Regions from separate parts of the Sus scrofa genome. Here regions 1 and 2 are each linked to region 3. The links are chromatin contacts, called in public promoter capture Hi-C maps. All regions are on one chromosome and are shown on one strand. Each heading gives the region's core, a stretch centred on a gene start, on an enhancer-like site or on the middle of the called end of the contact. The rest is flanking DNA. Distances are from core to core; before and after follow the strand shown.

Region 1 (3,395 bases), core at 534-3,033, 640 kb before region 3:
TCTAAGCCCACCAAAGTGAACAGGGGCCGGTCCCAGCGGTTCCGAGAGTCGGGAGCTTCGAAGCGCAGCGCCAGAGCCTCCAGAAGTTCGGGAGGGTAAAAAACACCGGACACATGCTTTGCAGGTTTCTCGGATTCCGTATTCAAGACAGCTAGAAAATCTGACGCCCCGATTTCCTTCTGCTCTGGTTCCTTAAGTACATCTGTCTGGCGTCTCCCGTTGACTACGGAGTCCACTGCCTGCGGTTCCCCGAGAACACTGGTGTCCGCCGGCAGAGGTCTCCCTCCCTCCTCAGCGCGCGGTCTCCAACTCACACTGACGTTCAGGCTCCGATTCTCCTCTACGCCGGCCACCCGCGGTCCTCTGCCCAAACCACCTGGCCGCACGCAGTAGACCACGCACAGCGTGGTGCGCGCCGCCCGAGCCAGGCAATACAGCTCGTAGCGGAAGCCCTTGATGTAGTTAAGCGAGTCGATAATGACCACGTCGTGGCGACTCAAGCGCCGCTCCACGGCAGCTCGCAGGGCCCCACGCAAGGCCTTCTCACGGGCCGAATCGCCGTACACTGTCGCGTCCTCCGCGCCCAGCACCGCCGCTTCGTCCACCACGTATACCGCGCGGCCCTCGGCCGCCAGGGCGCGGCGGAGCTCTTCCGCGCGCCGGCTCTTGCCGGTGTACGGCAGTCCGCAAAACACCACGAGGGGCATCGTCCCAGGAGGCGGCCATGTGCAATTGCGCCGTCAACTTCCGGGTTGCCCGAGTTTCCGACGCAAAACGGAAATGCAAACTGCACTTCCTGCCTCCCACGACTCTTACAGGACCTCTTGTTGCTATGGAAACAGGAATTCTGGCCAACTAGAGCTAGGTCCCGGTCTCTCTGAAAGGAGAGGGAGCTTAGAATGGCTTCCGTTATTTATATAAAATATTACAAGTCTCAGAAGAATGTGATCTCTCAGTGGTCGAGGACTAGGTCCATCCATTTACAATGGGGCCTTAAAGAGCATTAAATATTGCAAAACCATTAGCACTAAGCACATAGAAGGCAGTTCACAAATGCTAATTCCCTTTCATTCCTTACAGCCTGTACACGCAGTAACTGTTTTTCGATAACCACTTCAATCATTAAACATCTTCATGATTGGGGATTTAGAAATGAACATAAAACAGTTCCCCCATAGGAGGCCAAAGGTCTGCATGGGAAAAATCAGGTACCTACTAGCAGAATAATATACACGCTAATGGATAGAGGTAGGTTGAGGTGTAAAAGAGAAAAACAAACTGCCCACAGATATTACTGAAGACTTTACCTAGGAATAGTCCTATTTCTTCTGGGTAAGGTTACCAGATAAAGTATAGGATACCTAGTTAAATCTGTATTTCAGATAATCAACAAAAAATGTTTTAAAAATAAGTATGTCTCAGAGTTACCACTGTGGCGCAACAGGGATTTGCAGCATATTTGCAGTGCTAGGACACAGACTGGATGCCTGGCACAGTGGGTTAAAAGATTCATGTAGGGAGTTCCCATTGTGGCTCAGCAGAAATGAATCTGTCTAGGAACCATAAGGTTGAGGGTTCAATCCCTGGCCTCGGTCAGTGGGTTAAGGATCTGGCATTGCCGTTAGCTGTGGTGTAGGTCACAGATGCGGCGTGAATCTGGCATTGCTGTGGCTCTGGCTTAGGCCAGCAGCAACAGCTCCGATTCAACCCCTAGCCCGGGAACCTCCATATGCTGCGGTGTGGCTCTAAAAAGACAAAAGACCAAAAAAAAAAAAAAAAAAAAAAAAAAAATCCAGTGTTGTTGCAGCTGCCACATAGGCAGATCTGATCACTGGCCAGGGAACTCCATATGCCCAGTGGAGGTGCCAAAAGAAAAAGAAAAAAAAAAAAAATCAATATATAAAAACAAGTGTGGGAGTTCCCGTCGTGGCGCAATGGTTAATGAATCCGACTAGGAACCATGAGGTTGTGGGTTTGGTCCCTGCCCTTGCTCAGCGGGTTAACGATCCGGTGTTGCCTGAGCTGTGGTGTAGGTTTCAGACTCGGCTTGGATCTGGCATTGCTGTGGCTCTGGTGTAGGCCAGTGGCTACAGCTCTGATTCGACCCCTAGCCTGGGAACCTCCATATGCCGCGGGAGCGGCCCAAAGAAATAGCAAAAAGACAAAAAACAAAAACAAAAAACAAACAAGTATGTCTCAAATATTGCTTGAGCATAATTAGAATTACTTATTGCTTACCTAAAATTCAGTAACTGGGCATCCTTTACTTTTACTTGCTAAATCTGGCAACCTTACTTCTGCAGAAGTAATGAGACTCAGCCATGAAGCTCTGTTCTGAGAAAAGCAAGCACTCTAGCTTGGTAGACACAGAAATATGAGTGTTTCTGTGCAAGTACGTGTGTGTGTATAAAATGCACATATATTGGGTCTCTGTATCTCTCCAATACAGTAGAGTAGAATGTTCAAGTCTTTTTTTTTTTTTGCTTTTTAGGGCCGCACCCACAGTATGTAGATGTTCCCAGACCAGGGGTCGAATTGGAGCTTCAGCGGCCAGCCTATGCCACAGCCACAGCAGTGTGGGATCTGAGCTGCATCTGCAACCTATACTACAGCTCACAGCAACAGCAGATCCTTAACCCCTGAGTGAGGCCAGGGATTGAACCCACATCCTCATGTATACTAGTCAGGTTCATAACCTGCTGAGCCACAAGAGGAACTCTGAGTATGCTCAAGTCTTGGCTTCGCCACTTACTAGCTATGTAAACTACTGTCAAGTTACTTGACTATTCTGTATCTCAGTTTTCTCTCCTGTGAAATAATAATGGTTTTTATTTCACAGGCTAAACCAACCTCATACACAGGTTTTGAAGATAAAAAAATTAATGAATGTAAAGCACATAGATCAGTGTTTAGCCTTTCCTCCCCCGCTCTGCCTTTTCCTCCTCCATCAAATCAGTTTTCTGTGCATATATTAAACCTACATGGAACTTAAGATCATTCAACTTGGGAGTATTAGGCAGCATGGTTTACTGGTGAAGTGTAGGCTCTGAAGCCAGGGTGCCTGGGTCTGAATCAAATTAGCTGTGTGATCTTAGGTAAGTTATTTAACTGCTCTGTGCTTTAGTTTTCTCATCTGTAAAATGAAAGAAATAGTACCCACCTCAAATGAGTTGTTGAGAGAATTAAATGAGTTAATTCATATAATTCAATGCCTGGTATGTTATAAGCACTTAATAAATGTTAGCTATTATTATTGTCATTCAGGCAACTACTCCATTCTTGCTCTGCCTGGCATAATCCTTTGCCTGAAATTAACGTGAAGCTGATGGCTGGAAAGGGTATTTACCATATAAACAACCTAAAACCATATCTTGTACCTGGCAGCTGCTTCTTTC
Region 2 (3,616 bases), core at 708-3,207, 560 kb before region 3:
AGCACAGTGCTAATGTTAGGTTGCCAAACTAATCTTAATTAAAGGGCCATTTCTCTAGATTGAAACTGTTTAGCAACAGTAACTTAGTCTTACAGCCTTTTTTGAATATTGCAGAAAGGACTGGGAGAGTGAAGGAATCTCAGGGTCTGCTTCCAGCTTTTCCTTATATTGGATGTATTTCACATGTAAGATGGTGGTAGTATAGTACTTAATTCTTAGAACTGTTGCACGGATGAATCACAGCTTCCTTCTGAGCCCCAGTTTCTCTTGTTATAAAAAGGGGATAGTGATTTTTTTGTAATGTGACTCAGAAGTAGGTGGCGAAGGCAGACACAGGAACAGCTTTCATTTATTGGAAGAGAGCTGTTAGGTTATATTTTTCTCTAAGGTGGCTGCTCAATTATTATTTGAAAGTTCCCAGAGACCTTATATAATTTTCTCATTAAGATATATTATTATTAGGACATAACCTTAGGTAAGGTGAGATTGCCTTATAATTCTTTTTTTTATATAGAGGAATATATTGGTTCTTTGCAGATATCTGCTATGCAACAGAATGTCATAGGATCAGGTATACTAGGCTCTATTCTTCTTCAGTGGAGGGATGTTATATAAGTCCATTAGTGAAATTTAAAGAAATTTTACCCAGACCAAGAATGACGAAGAATAATGCACCCATTTTTTTTTAATGCACCCATCTTTCCATAGGAAAACACACACACACACACACAGATTTTGAAAGAAAAAGATGAGAAAAATCTTGAATTTAAGGACTGAGGGTGTTTCGGAATCAACAGTAATAGGAACTAACATTTATTGAGTAACTTCCATGGGCTAGTTCCTTTGCAAAATTATCTCCAATCTTTGCAACAATCAGCAAGGCAGGCATCAGAAAATCGAGGTTCCTAAATATTATATAACTTGCCCAGGATCATAAAATTAAACACAACAGAGCTGGAATTGGTGCCTCTGCCAGGATCTGTCTGCCACCAAAGACCCTGCTCATTCTACTACATACTTAATGATAAAATCATGTATTTGGAAAAACTGGGGACCAGAGGATTTGAACAATTTCTCTTTCCCTCTTTTCCCTCTGAGAGCCTTTCTTTTGTTTTTGGTTCTGATGTTTTCACCCTAGAGTTTGAGTGGGATCGAATATAGGGTACCTGTAAAGAGAATGATTCCACAGCCCCCACAATATAACAATTTCTTTCCTTTAGAGCCTTACCTGGGATGTGGAAGGGACTGGGGATGGATGAGCGGAGTGGGGGTGGGGGTGGGGGTGGGGGAGTGTGTTAGAATATGGATTGTTTTTCTCTTAATTTTAGATTGTTTATAAATTTCAGGACAACTCGTTTATTTTCTTCTCTTGCTTGTCTTATTATTATTAATTTGTTCTATTTTGGGGGAGGTTGGGTGTTAAGGGTTTGGTATCTGTTGGGAATTCCTGAAATGATTTGCCAATAGATCCAAAAAAAAGTTAAGGTCAAAGACAATTCCTTCATCTGTTTCAGGAAAGGATGCGTGGGGGGGGGGGTTGATTCTGGGTCACCCTTCTTACATCCAGACGCACTGAACGGATTACAAAGGCTACCCCTTGAATCTCGAGAGGTGAAATCCAGGAGATTCCCCTCACATCCCTGCTCTCAGGTGAAGGTCCGAGTGAGAGGAACGTTCACGTACCTTCTGGAGAGAAGGAAAAGGTGTAAAGATGCTCATGGCCTGAGGCCTAGGGAGTGGGGAGGAGACCCACTAAGGTCGGTGGGGACCGAGGGGCTTCCGGGGGGCGTCGTCGGGGGCGGTCCGGCGGCCCCAGGGCGACGCAGGGAGCCCGGGGCCCCCGCCATCCCCAGGCCGCGCTCCCTCGCGTTCCCTGCGGCTCGTGCCCGGGCGGCCGCCGCAGTCCCGGCGCCGTAGCCGGGCGTGGGGTCCAGGGGGCGCTGTGGCCCAGCGGCGCCGGCGGCAGGAGCGGCCACGGCGACGCTGGAGGCTTCGCCGAGGATCCCCGCCTGCAGCACCTCGGTCGTCCCGCTGCAGCCTCGCACCCCCCGCCCGGCTCAGCGGCGCTCCTGCGGGATCCGCGTGGCTGCGGCGGCCCGGGAGCCCGATGAGGCTCGGCGGGCGCTGGGCCTCAGCACCAGCGGCGACCACAGCCCCTTCAGGAGTGGGAGGCTTCGCGGCGGCGGCGGCGGCGGCGCCTGGGGCCGGGCGGGTGCCCTCCGGAGGAGGCTGTGGGCTCAGGGACGACCCCCCGGCCATGCTGAGGCGGCGGCGGCCGCTGCTCGAGGTGAGTGTGACGCGGCGTCGCGCGGTCCCGGGCTCGCTGGCCTTTGGCCGCCCGGGGAGGGCCCTGGCGGCGAGACCTCGGGCCGGGCGGACGGGGCGTCCTGCCGCTGCGGCCGCCTCCCCCACCCAGGCTCGGGGGCCTCAGCCCTTCCTCCCCGCGTCCCCCGGGGGGCTGGAGGCGCGTGGGGGACGAGTAGGCCCCGCGTCGCCGGGAAGCCCTTGCCCCGGCCTGGGCTCCGGGGCGGCCGCGTCTGTGGAGAGCGGGGCTGGCAGGGTCCCTGGCACCCTTCGGGTTGGCCGCGGGCCCGGGCCGAGCGCAGCCTCTTACCCTGGGCCCCGCACGTACATCCCGGAGGGAGGCAGAGGACGCCTGTTTGCAAACAGCCTGGGCTTCTCGCGCCCCAGGCTCAGTCCCGAAGAGTCCCGGGGGTCGGGGGCGGGAGGGTGAGAAAGCCGGTGCGGAAAGCGCGGGGCCCTGGAAGCCCTTGGAACTCCCTGGAGTGTCATTCACCCATCCGACTGGCTTGAAAACAACCTTTTGCGTCTTCTTTGAGGTGAAATTTCATCACCTACCGGCAGCTCATCTCTGCTGCTTCTGTTACCTTTTGCTTCTAAGCGTGGTCTGCCTCGGAGAAAGCCCCATTCCAGCTTTGAGATGTTAACGTCTCCCAGATAATACTCAAAATTAGAAAAACATCTTTTTTAAAAAAACAAAGGTCTGTTCCCCCCATCACCCCTCCCCCCCGTAAGAGTGTGAGTATTGTAATGCCTTAGTCCGTGGTTCAAAATTGTCCCCCTAAATAGATCCATAGGATGGATGACAAGAGGATTTTAAAAAGTCATGCTAACTATCCCAGTAACAGAGACCTGATGGAAATAGGACATATTCTAGATTTTAGTAATTAAGTGATTTATTTTGGTATTAATATAAAAAAAAGTTGGTGATCACGGTTTGATACCATTAAGTCAGCCCTTTGGGTATTTATGATAAATGTGGTTCAGGTTATTCTTGTTTTCCTATAATGTATGTGAAGTATGGAGGATTATTAAGTACTTATAAAACTTTTATAATCCTGAAAATATATGTTTATTGTAGAAAATTTGAAAAGTACAGAGAAGTACTGTGCTGACCCTCAGTAAATGTTTAATAATAGGGGAAAAGTCACCCATCATCTTACAGAACGTTTTGGTCACTTAAAGTTTAAAATGGCTTGTATTACTGGTGATTTTTAAATTATTATCTCTGTATTAGCTTCAGAGTTAACTGTTCCATTTTACTGTTTAACATCCAGTCATTTGTATAAAAATGTTTTGCTAAATTACGTTGCAG
Region 3 (3,757 bases), core at 747-3,246:
TTGAACCCCGGCCCGGCATAGTGGATTAAGGATCCATCCCAGGATCCATAACGTCCATACCTGGCCCAGGAACTTCCTTCCATATGCTGCAGGTGCAGCAAAAAAAAAATACAATATCATTTTTGTGAGTAAAGAACAGAATTTAAGGGAGTGGCGGTGCAGATGGAGAGTCAAGTTAGAAAGTTATTTCAGTAATCCAGGTGAGAAATGATGATTTTGAAGTCTACTACAGAAGCAGTTATGTTAACCACAGCATCCTCTCAGGCTCGCCTAACGTGCCACAGCCAGTCTTTCTTAAACATCCACCCTCCCTACTTCACTGCTTGCTTTATCTCCAGAGTACAAAAACATATATGGCTCTCCATTCATTGCCTACAGAATAAAGTCTAAACGCCTTACCCCAGGCATTGGCACCGTGTCCCAGGGTTCCTCGTTAATCTTATTTCTGAATACATTCTAACTTCAACCTTCCCAAGAACAGCATTTTTTTCTCTCCTTCTGCTCTGTTAAATCAACACTACTTGCCTATTCCTCCCAACATTTTCCAGATGTCTTCCCAACCATTCTGCTCCTCAGTGACTCCACTCCTGTGAATTCTCCTTCTCTCTACACTTAGGACATGAACTAGCCTTACTGAACAACCCTGGCTTCTTAAGATTTAAGCCATCACACTGCAGAGCAACTCTGTGTAGTTGGTCAGCTTCAAGCTAGACTCCAAGCTGTTGATCAGCATGGGAGTCTTGATCTGCTCTGTGTCCCACCTGGGCCAGTTCATTCCTCCTTAGGCAACCCAGTGGTCTCCCATTCCTGGGAAGTCACCATATTGATCCCAAACTTAGTGTGGACATCTGATCCACATGGCACATTGTAGCCCAGAACTCCTGGGCTCAAGGGATCCTCCAGCCTCAGCCTCCCAAGTAACTCCTGGGACTACAGGTTCATGCCACAGCGTGCAGCTAGACTGCAAGCTACTAGAAGACAGGCCCAGTGCCTTTTTTTTTTTTTTTTTTCTTTTATAAAAATAAAGTAGGCAGGAGTTCCCTGGTGGCACAGTGGATTAAGGATCCAGCACTGCCACGCTGTGGCTCTGGTTACAACCCATGGCCCTGGAACTTCGGTGTGCCACAGAAGAGCCACCCCCCTCCCCCCAAAAAAAAGTAGGAAGAAGAAAACCACTCCAAAGGTACTGGCTGCTCTGGGCAACCTCTCCTGCACATCGCCCACACAGGGAAGTCAACTCATGTTCCCAGAACACACTGAGCACACTCACCTCGCTGCGCCTTTTCATTGGGCCTAGCTCTGCCTGGCATGGATCTCCTTTACCTTCTACACTTTGTTCAAATGTCACTCTCATGATTCTCCCTAATCACTCGATTTAAAACTGCCTTCCTGAATTCTGGTACCTCTCAGCCAGTTCCTTTTCCCACTGCACTTATTAATTTCTAATATGCTACACATGTGTTTCTCTGTGTTTACTGTCCAGTACCCCCACTAGAATGTAAGCTCCCTGAGGACGCGGCTTTTTATCCGATCACTGACGTAGCCCCAGGGTCTCTCCTCCACGTGCCCAAACGCTTCTTTTCCTTCCCGCCCGGCCTCCAGGCAGAGCATTCTCCCGCGGCGAGCCCAGCAAGTCCTTGCGGAAGCCAACCGACCCCTCCCCGCCCCTCCACAAGGCCGTCTGTGTCCCACACACCCCGTGTCCCCGGCCGGTGACCCCTTCCAGATCCCCTCAGAGATCCCTCACGTGACCCGTCCAACTCCCGCCCCTGCGTCCGGAGCCCCCACGTGAACCTAGGCCGTGCTGGCGGGGCTCACCGTCCGGGTCCTTCTCCTGATAGCACTGGTAATTGCACTCCACCTCCATGTTCTCCAGAAAGGACTTCACCTGCTCCTCGTCCTGGAAGTCCACGAGGCCCGCCATGGCTCTCGCTCGGTCAGTCAAAATCACCCCGCCGCTCTGCCCCGGCGCGCGCCGTACGCCCGCCCAGGTCACGTGAGCGGCGGAGGGGCGGGGCTTGGGCGGGGCTTGCCGCCGAGGTCCGCCGCTCCCTCCGGCGGCCTGAAAGCCCGGCGCGCCGGGAGCTTGAGCTTTTCCTCTGCTCTCTGGCTGTTAGGCTTTGGCTGTCTCACCTTTTCCTCAGGTCTGGTAGCAGTCTTTCTGTAGCACTTTACTGTGCCAGTCTTGTGGCTTTAATGCTTCTCCGCTTCTGGTCATTTATCTCTCCATCTGTCCGCTCTTTCGTTAATTCGGTGTTGCCTAGGCGCCTACCATATGCCTCACCAAGTGCTTGGTGCTAGTAATACAACAGCGAGGAAGTATGGGTCCTGCCATTAAAGGGCTTGCAGTTTAGAAGGAAAGCTTTTGTTTATCCATTCAGCAAGTATTTTGAGCACCCATTATGGGCCAGCTGTAGCTGGACAAACCAATATTCTTAAGTCGCTGCAAGTGCAGTGAAAAGTCTGATTCATCTCTCTTTTCCTCCCATTCCCACCTTCTGCCTCCAACATGAGTGACCCAAGGAATGAATGGCTGTGGAAGATGATAGCCGGATCACAGTAGCAGTAATAATACTGTTATAATAGCTAATGCTTAAACAGGGCTAAACTTTGTTTCAGATTCTATTTGAAGAGCTTCCTCATTTAATTCTCATGAAGGCACTCATTGTGGGTAGGAGTTATTCCCCCCATTCTGCTGATGAGGAAAGAAACTGAGGTACAGAGAGTAAATTGTCCAAAGGTCACACAGGAAATACGAAATTTGCTGTGCAATGAATATTTTTTGAATAAAAGAATGAAGTACAAAAGGAAAAGTCAAGGATATGGGAAAGAAAAGAGGAATTTCAGCTGGTTTTTGCTTTTTCTTCTTAGAATCATCAGTTCCATAAAGCCTAGACTGAACGCTCTCCAAAGACAGTCAGTTCCTATTTCTCTTTGAGTCCCAGCCAGCCCTCGCCTATGTCCCTGAGGGGAGCTCAAGTCCTTGGTTTCCCAGCACCTCTAGCATTGCTTCCAAATGGCTCCACTATTAACCTATCCTTAAGGGCGTCAGAGAATGGACCACTTCCAACCACGTCCTTGTTAGAGAGTAGCTTGCTGAACCTGGGAAACGTCTTCGAAATTCCAGTTTTATTTTAAAGATTTAAATGATTTTACACTCAAGTCCATAACACATCTTTCATAGGATAACACATTCCAGTTGTCATTCCACATTTACTAGTGGTTTCTTAGACACCTGATCACCTTGGGAGATCCTTTAATACATCTCTCATATAGAGAAGCCCCAACCTTTGATTTTGAGATCACCTCTCTTTGCCTGGTCTCCAAGACCCTCTAAGTGCAATCTGACTCTAGCCTTATCTCCTGCCTCTTCTCCCGCATACCTCACCCAACTTTCTGTTCTCTGGATAGGTCCCAGATTTGTGTCTGTTTACTAGTGCTCTTGACACTTGGACTACCCTTCCCAAATCAGAGATCTTCTCTGTGAAGTCTTCCCAGACGCAACAGCCATACACTCCTAAAATAGATTTAGATGCTCTCACTTCAGTGTTCACTCCACTTGGTCTATTCTGATCTAATGTAGTAGGAAATGACTGGCTTCAGAGAGCAGACAGATCTTAGTCAGAATCCATGTCCTGGGAGTTCCTGTTGTGGCTCAGTGGTTAACGAATCTGACTAGGACCCATGAGTTTGCAGATTCGTTCCCTGGCCTTGTTCAGTGTGTTGAGGTCTGGCATTGCCATGAGCTGTGGTATAG

The links. Promoter capture Hi-C pulls out the DNA fragments that hold promoters and counts their contacts.
Region 1: a contact with region 3 is called in a promoter capture Hi-C map of liver, with 3 times the contacts expected there. The contact joins the promoter of KTI12 here to the promoter of SELRC1 in region 3. A contact is called at or near these places in 2 of 5 promoter capture datasets (fetal liver and liver) and 1 of 47 Hi-C or Micro-C datasets (embryonic fibroblasts).
Region 2: a contact with region 3 is called in a promoter capture Hi-C map of fetal skeletal muscle, with 5 times the contacts expected there. The contact joins the promoter of ZFYVE9 here to the promoter of SELRC1 in region 3. A contact is called at or near these places in 3 of 5 promoter capture datasets (fetal liver, fetal skeletal muscle and liver) and 3 of 47 Hi-C or Micro-C datasets (fetal heart ventricle, fetal skeletal muscle and heart right ventricle).

The regions. Positions count from the first base shown.
Region 1 is chr6:160,153,302-160,156,696 of Sscrofa11.1, reverse strand. KTI12 (protein KTI12 homolog) reads right to left here and starts at 1,783. Exons shown (of 1, transcript XM_021096660.1): 1 at 1-1,783. The coding sequence starts at 707. TXNDC12 (thioredoxin domain-containing protein 12) reads right to left here. Exons shown (of 8, transcript XM_021096661.1): 3 at 3,378-3,395.
Region 2 is chr6:160,072,816-160,076,431 of Sscrofa11.1, reverse strand. ZFYVE9 (zinc finger FYVE domain-containing protein 9) reads left to right here and starts at 1,957. Exons shown (of 18, transcript XM_021096648.1): 1 at 1,957-2,287. It also overlaps the pseudogene LOC110261408.
Region 3 is chr6:159,510,101-159,513,857 of Sscrofa11.1, reverse strand. It overlaps SELRC1 (Sel1 repeat containing 1), which reads right to left and starts at 1,996. Exons shown (of 4, transcript NM_001243594.1): 1 at 1,819-1,996. The coding sequence starts at 1,924.